Linked DNA regions of Mus musculus: region 1 is linked to region 2. The links are chromatin contacts, called in public HiChIP or PLAC-seq maps. All regions are on one chromosome and are shown on one strand. The core of a region is the stretch at or near the end of the contact, and the rest is flanking DNA. Distances in the headings are between cores, read along the strand shown. Region 1 overlaps Cfap77 (cilia and flagella associated protein 77). Region 2 holds the start of Barhl1 (BarH like homeobox 1).

The links. HiChIP or PLAC-seq counts read pairs in DNA pulled down with a chosen protein or histone mark.
Region 1: a contact with region 2 is called in an H3K4me3 HiChIP or PLAC-seq map of embryonic basal ganglia, with 2.0 times the contacts expected there. The contact joins the enhancer-like site here to the promoter of Barhl1 in region 2. A contact is called at or near these places in 11 of 39 promoter capture datasets (the 3T3-L1 cell line, the HPC-7 cell line, cranial neural crest and 7 more), 1 of 15 datasets of contacts at CTCF or cohesin (embryonic stem cells), 3 of 484 Hi-C or Micro-C datasets (2-cell embryo, haploid embryonic stem cells and myocytes), 7 of 115 datasets of contacts at active chromatin or transcription factors (embryonic basal ganglia, embryonic midbrain, embryonic stem cells and 2 more) and 4 of 9 other capture datasets (adipose tissue, embryonic stem cells, liver and 1 more).

Annotation. Positions count from the first base shown.
Region 1 is chr2:29,005,552-29,012,680 of GRCm38.p6, reverse strand. The region is part of intron 1 of Cfap77 (cilia and flagella associated protein 77); the gene reads left to right. Among named protein-coding and RNA genes, the nearest start is that of Cfap77, 46 kb to the left of the region's middle. Within about 2 kb of position 4,765, at least 5 of the 459 cell types and tissues checked have an H3K27ac peak or open chromatin away from gene starts, as enhancers often do. A contact at or near this core is called in embryonic basal ganglia and liver, where this site is marked.
Region 2 is chr2:28,912,732-28,919,753 of GRCm38.p6, reverse strand. Barhl1 (BarH like homeobox 1) reads left to right here and starts at 3,333. Exons shown (of 3, transcript NM_019446.4): 1 at 3,333-4,540. The coding sequence starts at 4,075.

The DNA.
Region 1 (7,129 bases), core at 3,516-6,015, 91 kb before region 2:
GTCTCTGCAGTGGAGCTGAGGGGCTTCCTAAGGGCACAGAGTGATGCTGTGTTAGCCAAGGGACGAGCCCACACTCTCCAGGACGGATCAGGGACACAGCCACCAGATGGGCAGGTGGACCAGCTTGTGTGACCTGAAATATCTGCATCCACCCCAGCCTATAGAAGAGGCTGAAGGCGAGATGAGAGCGCCCTCTCCTCCCCTAATTTGTAGTTTTCTGGTGTTAGCACGGCTTATAAGACACATGCTCCCAATTAGCTGCTGCTCTTAATTTAAATGCTTCATAAATTATCTCCTGCGCGTGTGGATTATCACTTCATAATGCAAGTTAGCATTTAAATAAATAGCTGTGGTGTAGGAAATTAGAGAGGTTTACTTCTGAGGCTGAGGCGTAATGAAGGAAAATACCAAGGCAGCCGAATGGGGCTGGGGGGCTGGGTGGTGGTGGTGGGGACAATGGCAGAGGCTTACAGAGTTCCTGGAAAATACCAGTTATCTGAAAATCCACCCACACTTTGCTGTTGGTGGGGAGTTTCACTGGCCCATCTCAAAAAATAATATTGTTTTTTTTTCAGCTTTGAAATAATTAGCGATTTCAATGGAATTGCAAAAATTGTAGAGAGAAGTGTGTAGTGTCCTTGAGTCACCCCCCAGGGACAACAGCTTAATAACGAAGTCACAGAGCCAGGAGGGTGACAGTGGTCTAGCCACGGGCCTGACTTTGATTCTGCTATCTGTTCCATCATTTTAAGGAAGATGTTCCAGAGACACCCAGAGTTCAGGAACAATGATAGCTGTGTCATTTAGCGAGCATTTAGTGAGACTGAGCAAGGAGGTGCCCTTGTGCTCCACTTACAGATGAGGACACTGGGCTCTCCGGAGCAGCCTCTTACTTAGTCCCCTTGTTGATGAGTGCTGGGAAGAGATATGAGGTGAAAGCTGGGGTGACCATGGGGAGGGGACCTGTTGTCCTATACCTTCTGTGTTCTCAGTATCTTCTGTGAGATAGGAGAGATAGTGTCCTGGAATCAGAGACTTGTTTTCTGTGAGGAAAAAGAAAGAAAGAGAGAGAGGAAGAAAGAAAGAAAGAAAGAAAGAAAGAAAGAAAGAAAGAAAGAAAGACAGAATGAAAGAAAGAAAGAAAGAAAGAGGGAAAGAAAGAAAGAAAGAAAGAAAGAAAGAAAGAAAGAAGGAAAGAAAGAAAGAAGGAAGGAAGGAAGAAAGAGAGAGAGAAAGAAAGAAAGAGAAAGAAAGAAAGAAAGAAAGGAAGGAAGAAAGAAAAAGAAAGAAAGAAAAGCACAGGTGGGGACAGGGACAAAAGCCAGCTCTGGCACGTGCCTATAATTCCACCACTAAGGGAGCAGAGGAGACAAGATTAGGAGTTTTCTTTCAAGGTTCTCTCTGGCATATGGGGCCAGCCTGGCTGTTGAAAATTTTGTCTCAAAAAGCCAAGAAGAGGAATCAGGGAGAAGAGAAGGAGAAGAAGGAGGGGAGAAAGGACAGAGAAGGAGGAGGAGGAGAGGGAGGAGGGAAGAGGAGGAGAGGAGGAGGGTGCAGCAGTGGCCATGGTGGCACAGGCCATCTCCCAGGCAACCACACGTCAAGCAGTTGACCAGGGTTAACAGACACAGAACAGAGCCCCCAGACAGTGGTCACGATCTCTGCTCTGTGACCACAGGCTTTCTTTTCTCTCCTTCAGAAAAATCACAAGCTTTGGGGACCTGGGATCATATCTCTGTATATTGCCTTTACTTAGCCACAGGTGACTCAGGGACTCTGGGAAGCGTGTGCCCCGAGGACCCAAAGGACTGTGAGGTGGCCTGCTTCCTCAGGCACTTACTCTCCAGGCTCTTTGTCATAGGGTGGAAAGGCCAGTCTGCAGCACAGGTAATGACATGACAGGGGCTGTCATGACTTCAGTTAGTAGACACATGTGGTCATGGTGCACAGATGGCACCCTAACATGGCATGCACCGTGGCTTATAGTAGTCTACACCTCTCTTCTTGTCAAATACAGGGCGAGGCTTCTGATGAACCATATGAAATTACCCCAGTCTTCCAGTTTGGACCCACAAAATCAGTAAGCTGAGCACATCCTCATCTCAGAGGCATTTTCTCTTTGGCCTCCCCCATTTGCACTGATGGCATGGTCAAGGTTGTGCAGCTGGCGCCCCTGGGCTCCGCCCCAGGTCTGCCTCCTTGGTTCGAGGAGGACTAAGTGGATGCCTTGCCTTGAAGATTGGCTTTCTTGGTGTTCGCTCCCATTGACTCTGTTTCTCAGTCATCGCCCATGTGAATGTCTGTGCACCCAGCCTGTGCAGTCACACCTCAGCTGTGGCCCTGGATCCCCCTTCACCCCAGGGAGGATCTGCACCCAGAGTGAAATGGGATAAACGTGGCCTGGCGTTTCCCGGCTGGTTCATGTCACTCAAGTCTGCGGGATCAAAGGCTGCCCCTGGAATGTTCCAAGCCCTTTGAAGCTGATAACAAAGGCATCTTAGAGAGAGTCCCATCCTTAGAACCAGAGGCTGCTCACAGATGAAACCGCTGGGGTCCAGTTGCAAAGGGAACAGAGAGGGGACTCAGCGGGAGACGCTTCCGCACAGAGAGAATGGTTAGGGGGGTATCAAGTTGGTGACAAGTGGGTGTGTGGACATTATCTCTGAAGTAGACAAAACTGGGTACAGCTGCCTTTCCCACCCGACCTTCTAATCTTGTTCCTTCGACAGTTACATCCCTGACCCTTGTAAAAGGATCGTGTGGAAGGCGTGTTCTAAGCTGCATTTTAATAAGTCAATAAGCTCAAAAATTATTTAAAGCTTCTTAAAGAGGCTTATATTTGATTTCTTGTGGGAATTCTGGGCTGTAGAATAGTAAAAATGCACAGAGCATCCCAGGTTGCTTCACATGAAGGCAATGTCATTTTAGACAAACAACAACAATGAAAAAACCCCTTCTTAACTATCATTTGAGTAGAGTTGACCTAGTGAGAAGGTTTTTGTCACCTGTGGATGACATTGCTGGAGCCTGAGATCCTCAAGGGGGGAGGAACTGACTTCGGCTGTCTAGCAATGGCATGGTCTTTGAAAGCCTCAGCCTGGCCTTGAACACCCACAAGTCCCAGGCGTCTAGCAAAGGATGACGAGCTTCCCCGGGCCACACAGGGCAGGGAGGAAAGGCTGGCACCTGGGAAACAAGTCTGGGTCAGAGCTGTGCTTTATTCTTGATCTCATGGCTGTGTTCACCTCAGGCCCCGCCACCGAGGCCATTCAGAGTCAGGGAATACAGGACCTCTGCTCACTGAAGCCCAAAGCCATTATCCTGCAGAGGGGATGCTGGGGAAAACCTCCTGAGATAACCCTGTCTGGGTTTCCCTCTGTATTTTATAAGCTGATTGACCCGGTCAAAGAGGACACCAGGAGTCGGGTTGAGAGAAGAGGGAAAGGCACCCATCACTGAGAGTCAGGAAGAATAAAGAATTAAACATGAAACTACAGAGAACCATTTCTGAGGAGGTTAGAACCCAAGGGATCATGCATCTTGCGTTGCGTTGGCCACTGCACTGGGCGGGTCAACAGAGTGGCTGTCCACACAGAGATCGTAGCAACCTCCCCCAAATGATAGGATTAAGCTTCATGGTGCCTCGTGGTCAGAGATGTGGGAGTTGAATAGTGGCCTCTGAAAAGATACATCCACATCCTAATTCTAATCTCTGTGAATGTGACCTTATGGACAAATGGGGTGTTTGCAGATGTCATCGGTAAAGGCTCTTGGGATGCCACACTCCATCTAAGGTGACAGGTGTTTCGATAGGGAAAAGAAGGTAAGACTTGAGACATGTACTCTGGAGTAGAGCTGTATGAGACAGGCAGAAACTAGACTGGTGTGGTCAGAAGCAGACAGATGAGGGCTGCTGGCTGAGGTGGGACAGGAACCTTGAAGCTGAGGCTTTGGCCTCAGACTTCTGACTTCAAACAGACATGTTTAAGTATTTCTCCCATACAGTGCTCTGTGCCTTCGCTCTCTCCACATCCATCTGAAGTCCCTGCTCTTAGCTCCCATTCTAGGGTCCTCTACAGGCCAAACAGACACTGAGGGGTAAAACAAGAACGATCTGGACAGACAGACAGACAGGCAGAGGAGCTCTAGGGCTAGGGATGGAGCTCCTAGTTGGTGGAGTTTGCTTAGCATGCTCACAGGAAGCTCCAAATCCACCTCCAGCATCACATGCGCCAGGGACGCCGGTGCTCACCGGTAACGCCAGCAGTTGGCAGATGAAGGCGAGAGGATCAGACGTTCAGCCCCATTCTCAGCTTATCCTCAGTGAGGCCAGGGCTAGCCTGGTCTACCTGAAACCCTGGATCAAAACAAAAAGGAGGAGGAGAAGAGGAGGAGGGAAAGAGGGAGAGGAGGAGGGATGGTGGACCGGGTAGGCTAGAGAGGGAAGGAGAAACTGTGGTCAAGCTCGGATCAGTGTCACAGCCATCCACTGTCACACGCATTCAGCTAGTTCTAGCCCCGTATATGAAAAAGCCCAAACACGTGCACTTTTACTTGGGAACAAAGAAAAACATTTGATTGGAGATGGGGTCAGGGTGAGGGGCTAGCTTAACCAGCTTTGGCCTGCTTCACATATTTTGTGGGTTAGTCTAGTAGACCTTTGTTGGCAACCCTCTGCACGTTCCCAATAAAACCCTGACCCTAGCCCAGTTCCTGGGTGATGACCTATAACCTCTCATCCTACCTAGTTCAAAGGTCTGCATTCATACCAGTTTGTCCAGGGTAGGAACGCAATTTGTAGTGGGGGCTGTGGACCACACAGTGTCAGCTAACCTTTGGAAGGACCAAAATCAAAGTTTAAAGTTCAACCTCCGAGGAGGCCAGCCATATCTGTGATGTCTGTGTACCAGTCGTATTTATTCGTTTGTCTGTATTGAGACACGATTTCTCTGTGTAGCCCTGGCTGTCTGGAACTCACTCTGTGGATTAGACCTGCCTCAGACTCAGAGATCTGCCTGCCTCTGCCTCTGGAATGCTGGCTGGGATTAAGAACGTGTGCCACCACCAGTTTTTAATACAAATTTTGGATTCTGGGGCTGGGGAGATGGCTCAGTGGTTAAGAGCTCCCATTGTTCTTCCAGAGGATCTAAGTTCAGTTCCTAGCACACAACTGCCTATAACTCCAGCTCCAGGAGACCTTGTACCTTCTGGCTTCCATAGGCACCTATCCACACACAGGTGGCACACACACGCACGCACGCGTACACACACACACACACACACACACACACACAAACACACACTTAAAAGCCCTGGATTCTGAGGGTAAGAAGGTGTCTCCGTCAGTAGGCTGTCTGCTGCATAAACACAAGGCCATGAATCCATCCCCGTGCCCCTGAGCCTGGCTCGATACTCTGCACCCGCAATCCCAGTACTGGCAGAGGCCTGAATACCCCAGGGTTCAATGGCCAGACAGCCTAGCTGAATCATGAGCTCCAGATTCACTGAAAGACCCTGTCTGACAAACTAAGGCATAGAGTTATAGAGGAAAATACTTGATGTCAACTTCCGGCCTCCATATGTATGTACAAATATGTCCACAAACATGGATGTTGATCCTGGACTCCAAGGCTCAGGTCATCTTCTCTGGTGGGCAACACTGCATGTTGTCACTCACTGCCACCGAAGAAGATGAAGCTCCCTGATGGCCTTGTCAAGCTGTCCAGTTTAAAATGATACAAAAAGTGGGGAGCAAAACGTTCCCCCAAGGGTGGACTGAAGTGTAGTGGAGAGACTTACAGCCCCATAAAGCCGCCAGGCCAGACCAAGTCTCACTGGCTCTTTAAAACCCCAAGAAGGGCTTCATTTGCATTTAGATCTCCTTGCTCCCTCTTTTCATCTAAAGACAAATCCTCACAAAAGGCTGCTTAATTAGACCAAATTAGATTTCCACTCAGCCGCTTGTCATTCATTACAAAACGCTGTTCTTTTTCTATTTTGGTAATTACGGGCTGGTCTCCGCCCGTTTGTAGCCCTCACTCCAGCCGGTGCCTGACTAGCATCCCTGATCTGGTGCAGGGAAGAGGAAAATTACTCGCTAGCACCCACCTGTCTGTTTATAAGTTGGATCAAGACCGCCACTGCCACCCCACCAGTGCCTCTTACAAAGTCTGGGTGGGCGGCTCTTCATTCTCGAGTCTTTACTGATTAATTGTAGAGCAATACAGAGCCTGATCATGTTCAGGATGGAAAGCCACCGACAAGCAGATTTCACGAACAGTGTATAACCTGAGCTGTTTACCTGCGTTGCCTCACTTTGCACCGCCACCCGCTAGGTCATCAGCAGGGCAGTCACTCGCCCTCAGCCCTGCAGTTTCTTCACCCTGAGCATATTTGGGGAACTTGAATCTTTTCTTGCATGGTTTGTCTTTTCTTTCTGACCATAATAGGCTGCTATCACCGGGTGTTAGCTGGTGTCACAGACATGGGTATGTGGATCTGTTGAGGGCCCAGACAGCTGGGGCAGTGCTAAGGTCTATGGCAGTGTTCAATACTTACCAACTAAGAGGTGGGCAAGTTGACACAGTGCCCAGACCTGGCCACTTACAAACTCTCCCATAGTGCAGCTCAGGGTTCCTGGATGACTGAAGCAGGTGACGTGGTTCATGTGGTCCAGACTCAAACGACAGGGCTCTAGATCATGGGGGTCCAGGAAGAGGGTGACAGAGTCCACAAGGCCCTCAGGGTCAGTTGGAAGGTTTACATTTTACAGATGGAAGTCTGAGGCCAGAAGAGGACAGGGGCCATGCAAATGCCTTCCTGAGCTGCCCTTCCTATTAGCCTGCCCCACACACTCATACTAACAAGCACACACACACACACACACACACACACACACACACACACACACACACTCACACGGGGTGGGGGGAATGGTGGGAGAGAGAGATAGAGAGATGTCTCACCACGGCTCATTTTCTACCCAGAAGCCTTTACTGTCCCTCCGGAGATGAGACCAGAGGATCAGGAGTTTCAGTCTATCGTCAGCTGTATAGAGTTGGTGGCTACCCTGTGTTACATGCAAGCATGTGAAGGCAGGGGTTTGGATCAAGCCTAACTCCCCAGTGAC
Region 2 (7,022 bases), core at 2,084-4,583:
GGTGGGGAACTGGAAAAATGAAGCATCCAGGTCTAGCCTTGACTCAAAGGGGAGTCTAAGTCTGTGGCCCTTGATGGAGAAGGCAGGCTGCCTCACTCTTCCCACAGGACCCTCCTACCCTATGCCTTAGGAGAAGGCTCTGTGTGTGCCCCTAGCAGGAGCAACAAGTTCAAAGCCAGCAGGGAGGGGCCTGAGCTTCTGAAGTCAGTGTCCTTACACCTGCTGCGCTGGCCACACCTATCTGGGAGGGTGGTTTTGGGGTTTGCAGGGGCTCCAGCTCTATGAGAGGTAATCTGTCTCACATATGCCCAGGAGGCAAGTAGGAACTGGGATCTGGAGCAGGGAATTGTTAGAGGAGGTGGGAGGCTGGGGAGAAAGATCTGGGGTGCTGAATGTGAAGCCAGAAAGAGGGGCTTTAGATGCTGGGGTGACAGCCCAGGGTCCTGCAGTAACACTCACTGAAATCAGACTGCTCAGCTCGCTCCTTTCTTTGAGGGCCCCAAATCTTCCGGAGGGGAGGGGACCGGGAACAGCAACCAGTGTCTGGGGTGGCAGATCAACCTCCTACTGTGTACTAAGTAAATGAAAAGGGTACTCAGAGAGGCTGGGAACTTACAGAGGCTCCAAACCCAACCTCTTAGGACCCCATCGTTCTTAGGACACCCCTTCCTGCCAACCAGGCTTTCTTGTTGAAGAGTGGGTTGGATCCAGGCTCTCTGGACCACTTGATAAAAATTTCCAGTCCTATTTCCTTCCCAGATAAGCACAAGGCCAGTTGAGCCACACACTCACCCGGGCTGCTTCAGACAGGCTGAAGATGCAAGAGCCTGCCAGATAATGGAGGCTGGGGGGGGGGGGCGGGGGTGTGTGGTGGAGTACCTCTCAGGTCAATGCCCTAAGTTGGAAAAGAGCAAGCACATGAGAAAGGGCTATACCCTAAATTTCAAACGAAACAACCCACGCAGCATGTTTTGAATTTCTATAGATTACAATAATTCAGTGCTAATAACGTTATATTAACCAGCTGTTAAATGTCCTTGGGCCTCTGAGAAGTATAGAGAAGCCAGCTCGCGCTGCAAGAGGTTGGGTTCTAGCCTGGTTTATTTTTCTCCCTGCCCTGAGAAGGCTCGAACTGTCCTCTCTGCTTTCTCGGGCTCTGATCTGTGAGACTATCGGCTTCACTTTTTTTTTTCTTTTCTTTTCTTCTGGTTTTCTCTTTTGCTGGGACTGAGATCTCGGCCCAAGAATAAGACTTAGAAAACTGGCCGAGGCAGGAGCTGCTAGGAACCCTTGAGGCCGAGGAGGCTGGAGACACATCTAGAGAGACGGAGACCGCAGCTCTTTGCCGGCCGTGACTATAATGCTTACAGGTCCCAAAAGAGTGAGGTATCTGCAACTCATGTGGACCTAGGGTGCTACGAAAAATGAGTCCTCATAAGGTGAGAAGCAGCAGAGGTGTGGGCGACCGGATAGAGACCCTCCTGCAGCGGCAGAGAAGCCCAAGCTGGAGGCTGGCAGGGAAGGCCCCAAGACATCTCGCTCATGGTGATTTATGACGACTCCGCATCCCCATCCACCAAATTGAAAAGAAAGACAGGCAAGGCCCAGCGGGAGGCGCCCAGCGCTGGGGCCGCCGAGCTCCGGCCGGGGCCCCCGCCCTCCCGCCTCCCCGACAGCTTGCAGCCGAGCTCCACCCGCAGTCCCCCGGGAGCAGCGGGCCCTCGCTCCCAGCCCGGCCGATAGCCCGGCCGCTTCCAATCTGCCGACCGGAGCAGAGGGAGCGCGCGGGGAGCCGGGCGCGAGGCCACCGCTGGCCCATCCCGGCAGAGGACAAAGTTTCCGTTTTGCTCGCTTCGAGGGGCCACTCCCGGCCGAGATCGCGTTTGCGGGCTGCGGCGCTGAACGATTCTACGGCGGCCTTGGTCGCCGAGCCGGACGCGGGCCACGGATAGTTTCCCAGGGGCCAAGAACGAGGGTTAGGGGCGAGCCGAAGAGGAAAGTCTGGACTCCCCGCGAGCCGCGGGGCCCCTGCTGCCCAGATGCGCAACTCCGCTCTCTCGCAGACCAGGGCACCGTCCACCCTGGAGCTGAGCCCAGAGAATCCAGGCCCCTGACCCGTTGCAGCTACTTGGAGACCGGGGCCCCTGCACTAGCAGTGGCTGATCCCACAAAGGAGCGGAACTAGAGCGCGGTCCGGAGGGCGAAGAGGGAAAGTCCCAATCTTCATTTTTAGCACTGCCTTGAAAGAAGAGTCCAGGCTATCCACGGTCGGCCTTAGACATCCTCGTGCTAGCTCAGAACTTGCATTGTCCTGTCTAAAGGTACATCACACACACACACACACACACACACACACACACACACACACACACTTATCCAAAAAACACTAGCTTCTCAGGACATACGCCCTAGAGAGGCCACTGACTGGGGATGAAGAGGTCACTGCCTTGTTTCTTGTGCCGCCTCGCTCAGGCCACAGTCAAATCCGTGGGTCCCCTTAACGCTCCAGACTTGATCTTTCCCACGGTTCAGCTCTCGCCTCCGAATTAGGCCTCACTCTGGTCTCTTTTCCAAAAGACATCAGTCCTAACCTTCTGCAGGCCCAGTAGGCCCAGAGGCAAGGAGAGAATTGTGGTGTTCTACATGGCGTGTGTGTGTGTGTGTGTGTGTGTGTGTGTGTGTGTGAGAGAGAGAGAGAGAGAGAGAGAGAGAGAGAGAGAGAGAGAGTGAAGAGACCTAGAACCCAAGCAAAACACCCTGAAAATAAAATTTTAAATGCTTCTTGTACTAGGAAAAGGATTCCCTACACATCCACGTCTTTTCTCCACTGGGTTATGCTGCCATTTTGTGGGATGAGGAAGGGAAATTAGGAGGAAGAAAGGGGATGTAGATAGGATCCCGGTTCGGTCAAGTAGTTGGAATAATTGTGGACAAGCTCAGGAGAAGGCTTTCAAGGCCCAACATCCAAACTCCAGGCCACGCAGCCCAGCTGGCCCTCCTCCCACCGGTCGGTCCCTGCCCCCCTTGGCTAATCATCTTCATTAGAGGCGTCATCGCTGACCTAATGAAAGCAAACTGTGTGGAAATCGCCGGTAAATAGTTAGGTCTGTGCTGTAATTAATTCAGTGTCTCTTTTAATCAAACTGGAAAAGAATCGGGCCGCGGGTTGTAGAGACGTGACATCACCCCCAAAATCGGCCCGAACCAATCAGCGTCATCACTCCGGGGACACGTGGGTGAGTCCCCTTTAAAAAAAAAACACAACACAACGAAAAAAAAAAAGGAGAGAGAGAGAGAGAGAGAGAGAGAGAGAGAGAGAGAGAGAGAGAGAGAGAAACAACAACAACAACAAAAAAGCCAGTCCTAAAGTAAAAGTGACCCAAGTTCGATTTTTTTTTTTTTAAAGGAAGTGGGGGTGGCGGCGAAGGCGCGCGCGGAGGACAGGTGAGAGCTGCGGTGGGAGCCGCAGGGCGCTGTCCACGGTGCTGGCGGGGCCGAGCAGGAGCTCCGGGGCCAGGTGGGGCTGCTCGATCCCGGGGCCGCTGTCGCTGTCCGCGGTGCTGAGGCCTCCAGGTGCGCTCTGTTCTGCCTGCCCGTAACGCGGCCCCGGCCGGTTGCTATCGGCCGTGCTGACCCCTGCCCTGGGCTACCGTTTGCCTGGAGGAAGCGTGCGGTTTGGATTTTGTTTTTTCAAAAGACGATCTTTATTCAGATTCCATCAACCTCGTGTTTCTTCTGTGCCTAAGGGATCCTCGGGCCGTTCTTCTACCCTTTGGCTCTCCCCAACTTGGCGCGCCCTCCTCCCATTCCTCCTGACACTCCCACCACCACCCCCCCTCGGCTCGGCGGCTCGGCGCGGTGCTGCAGAAGACGCGTTGAGCCCTTTTGGATGTAATGCGCAGAGGAGGTTGGCCCAGAGCTCCCGGGCTCCCCCAAGGCTGAACTCCGTCCAAGGTGCCCACAGGCTCCCTGCCCGCCTTCCCCATGCCAGCCCGCAGCTAGGGGCAGGGGCAGCGGCGGCTGGGGTTGGGGGTGGGTGGGGAGCTTTTGGGGAGGACAGGTTGCAGCTTGGCTATGGAAGGCTCTAATGGCTTTGGGATTGACTCCATTCTCTCCCACCGAGCGGGCAGCCCCGCCCTTCCCAAGGGGGACCCCTTGCTTGGGGACTGCCGTTCACCCCTGGAGCTGAGTCCACGCTCAGAGAGCAGTAGCGACTGCTCTTCACCAGCCTCGCCCGGAAGAGACTGTCTGGAGACCAGTACCTCGCGGCCTGGTGCAGCATCTGGCCCAGGTTTGGACTCTCACCTGCAACCGGGGCAGCTTTCAGCCCCAGCCCAGTCGCGAACTGTCACCTCCTCCTTTCTGATCAGGGACATCCTTGCTGACTGCAAACCTCTCGCGGCCTGTGCACCCTACTCTAGCAGTGGGCAGCCTGCAGCCCCTGAGCCTGGGGGCCGCCTTGCGGCCAAGGCCGGGGAGGACTTTCGAGACAAGCTGGACAAAAGTGTCAGCAGCGCTTCATCAGACTCTGAGTACAAAGGTAAGAAACTAAGGGGAAAAGCGGGGTGGGTGGGTTCTAAAAAGTGACATGTAAAACTTGAGAGCACACACTTGGAGACAGGAACATAGTCATCTCCAGGATCTCTCAGGCCGGGGCCGAGAGTTGGTTTTCCTCTAGACCTCTCTACCAGCTCCAAAGGTTGAGGTCCTGGAGCAACAAAGAGTTCAGCGTGTGTGGCTCGGAGAAGCTGGGGAGGATACTGTGTGTGGAGGAGAGCAAGCCTCCCCAGGTGTACAAAGCAAACTCTGGCAAGAGCCTCACCTTCTGAGGATCCCTGGGAGGAGAGCTTGCAACAGTGCATAGCTTGGAGGCTGCTGCACTGTTGGAGTGAGAGCCTGGTAGGAAATTCCCATCAGAGCCCTTAGTACAGTACAAATTGTCTAGCTTTTAATCTGAATTTTCCCAAAAGAGGAAAAGGTGGGCCTCCCCACCCATTGAGTGTGGTGTAGTCTAGGCCTGCGAACCATGCAGAAAGAGAGAGGCCAGGTGGCTGGCTGGATTAGGGTCTGAGGCTGAGGCGGAGGGGGAAGAATGCCATACCTACACAGCAGCTCTCTCTGACTTGGGTCTTCAGTGGGTTGAACAGTGGTCACCAGGCTGTGGCCAGGACCCAGAGATTTCTGAGTGGTTATCAAGTTAGTCCTACTTTCTCTTTGGGAATCTCTGTGATGGCTCCCTCTTCATTCTGTCTTAACGAAGGGAGCTGAAGTGGTATTAAATGGACGGAGGAAAGGAAGAGAAGGAAGGAAAGAAGAGGGGAGGGAGGAGAGAAGAGGGGAGGGAGGAGAGAAGAGGGGAGGGAGGAGAGAAGAAAGAGGTTGCTTAGTTTTGTATCTTCTCTTTATGGCTCTGCCTTGACTTTAGCTGCTTATTGGGTCCAGGAGCTCAAAGTTCTTTCCCAGGAGAAGTGAAGTGGCAGAGGCCACAGAGTGTCAAAGGTATCAGGGGATGGAGCTCTCTTGCCAAGCAGCAGAAAATCAAGTCCTGGTAGAGACTGCTCCTGGACTTGTAACTATTACAACTATAGATCCCCCAAGCCTCTTCCTCAGGTGAATGCTATGCCATGAAGACAGCGTCATTGCTGCATGCACCTCCTGGTCTCTATTTGTGCTAAATTTCACAAAATTTAGTTAGAGTCTCTTGAGTCTTCTTTTCAACCAAGAATTCCTCTGAGGGTAGACCCAGGCTCCAAACCGAAGCCCATCAGGTCCTGGTCTCCTTTCTCTCTTCTTCCCTTAGTAGAAATGGCTAGGCGGCCTTCAACCAGGCTGTGGAACCACAATATCTAGAATGCTCCCAGTTCCAAACTCAGCACGCAGAAGAAGGTGTTTTTGGAAACTTGGCCCTTTTGCCTCCCCCTTCCCAGGGGCCTGTTTAGAGAGGCAAAGAGAACTCACCTTGGAGAGAGGTGTGTGTGTGTGTGTGTGTGTGTGTGTGTGTGTGTGTGTGTGTGTGATTACTTACAATTTGTAACCATCTCTACCTAGTTTCATGATTAGGGCAAAGAGCCATTGGGTCCAGCACTGCTGTACAAACAAGTTACTTCCTTTTATGGTTTTGCCCCTAAGCAGGATTTTGAGGAGAGATTCCATTTCGTTTAAGATAATTGGAATATCAATTTTCTTCTCCTGTCCCTGATGATATCTGAGGAGGGAGATGATGAGAGAGCGGAGAGCCGGCTAAGTATCACTTAAACGGGTTTGGAGCAGAGATGCTGTAGAAAGTTCCAGCCACCCCTAGGCACTGGCTGTTGCTTTTGCCCTTAACAAAAGTCTCTGAAGTGAATGGTTGTGTGTGTGTGTGTGTGTGTGTGTGTGTGTGTGTGTGTGTGTGTGAGAGAGAGAGAGAGAGAGAGAGAGAGAGAGAGAGCATGCCTAGCACACATCTCAAACAGGGGTGACTTTTGCAAAGTCTGACTTAGGAAGCTAAACTGAGAGACAGACACAGGAGCCAGCCCAGAGGGGCATTTAAGTCCTTCACCACAGCCACAAACCACTGAGTCATTTTGTTCTTGCAGGCAGGGGTGGGGAGCAGGCCAGTCTCATCACAAGTTTCTGGTGTGAAAGATTTCTTAAACAGTAATTACTGAAGTTGAACAGGGCTTTGGAGGTAGCGCGGGTGGCAACAGTACTGGAGCTCTGGGCTCTTAGAGAAACCAAACCAGGCTTCACCCCACCAAAGATCTCTGGTCCCCAGGCTCTAGTACGATGGAGATGGAGTGCGGCTCTGAGGCCGAACTCTAAAAAATTGGACACAAGATAGACAGCCAGAACTGCAGGAGTCCCGAAGGCGCCAGCAGAGCTCGGAAAGGAAGAAAGTCTAAAAAACAAACAACCGACCACTCCAGCGGGATGGCCGATTGTTATCAATAGTCCAAATAATTAGGGGGTAAAGTAAGATTTCTGCAATATCAAGTTTGAGGTCTGAATAAGGATAAGTTTTAGGCTTTCAAGGGAGAAAA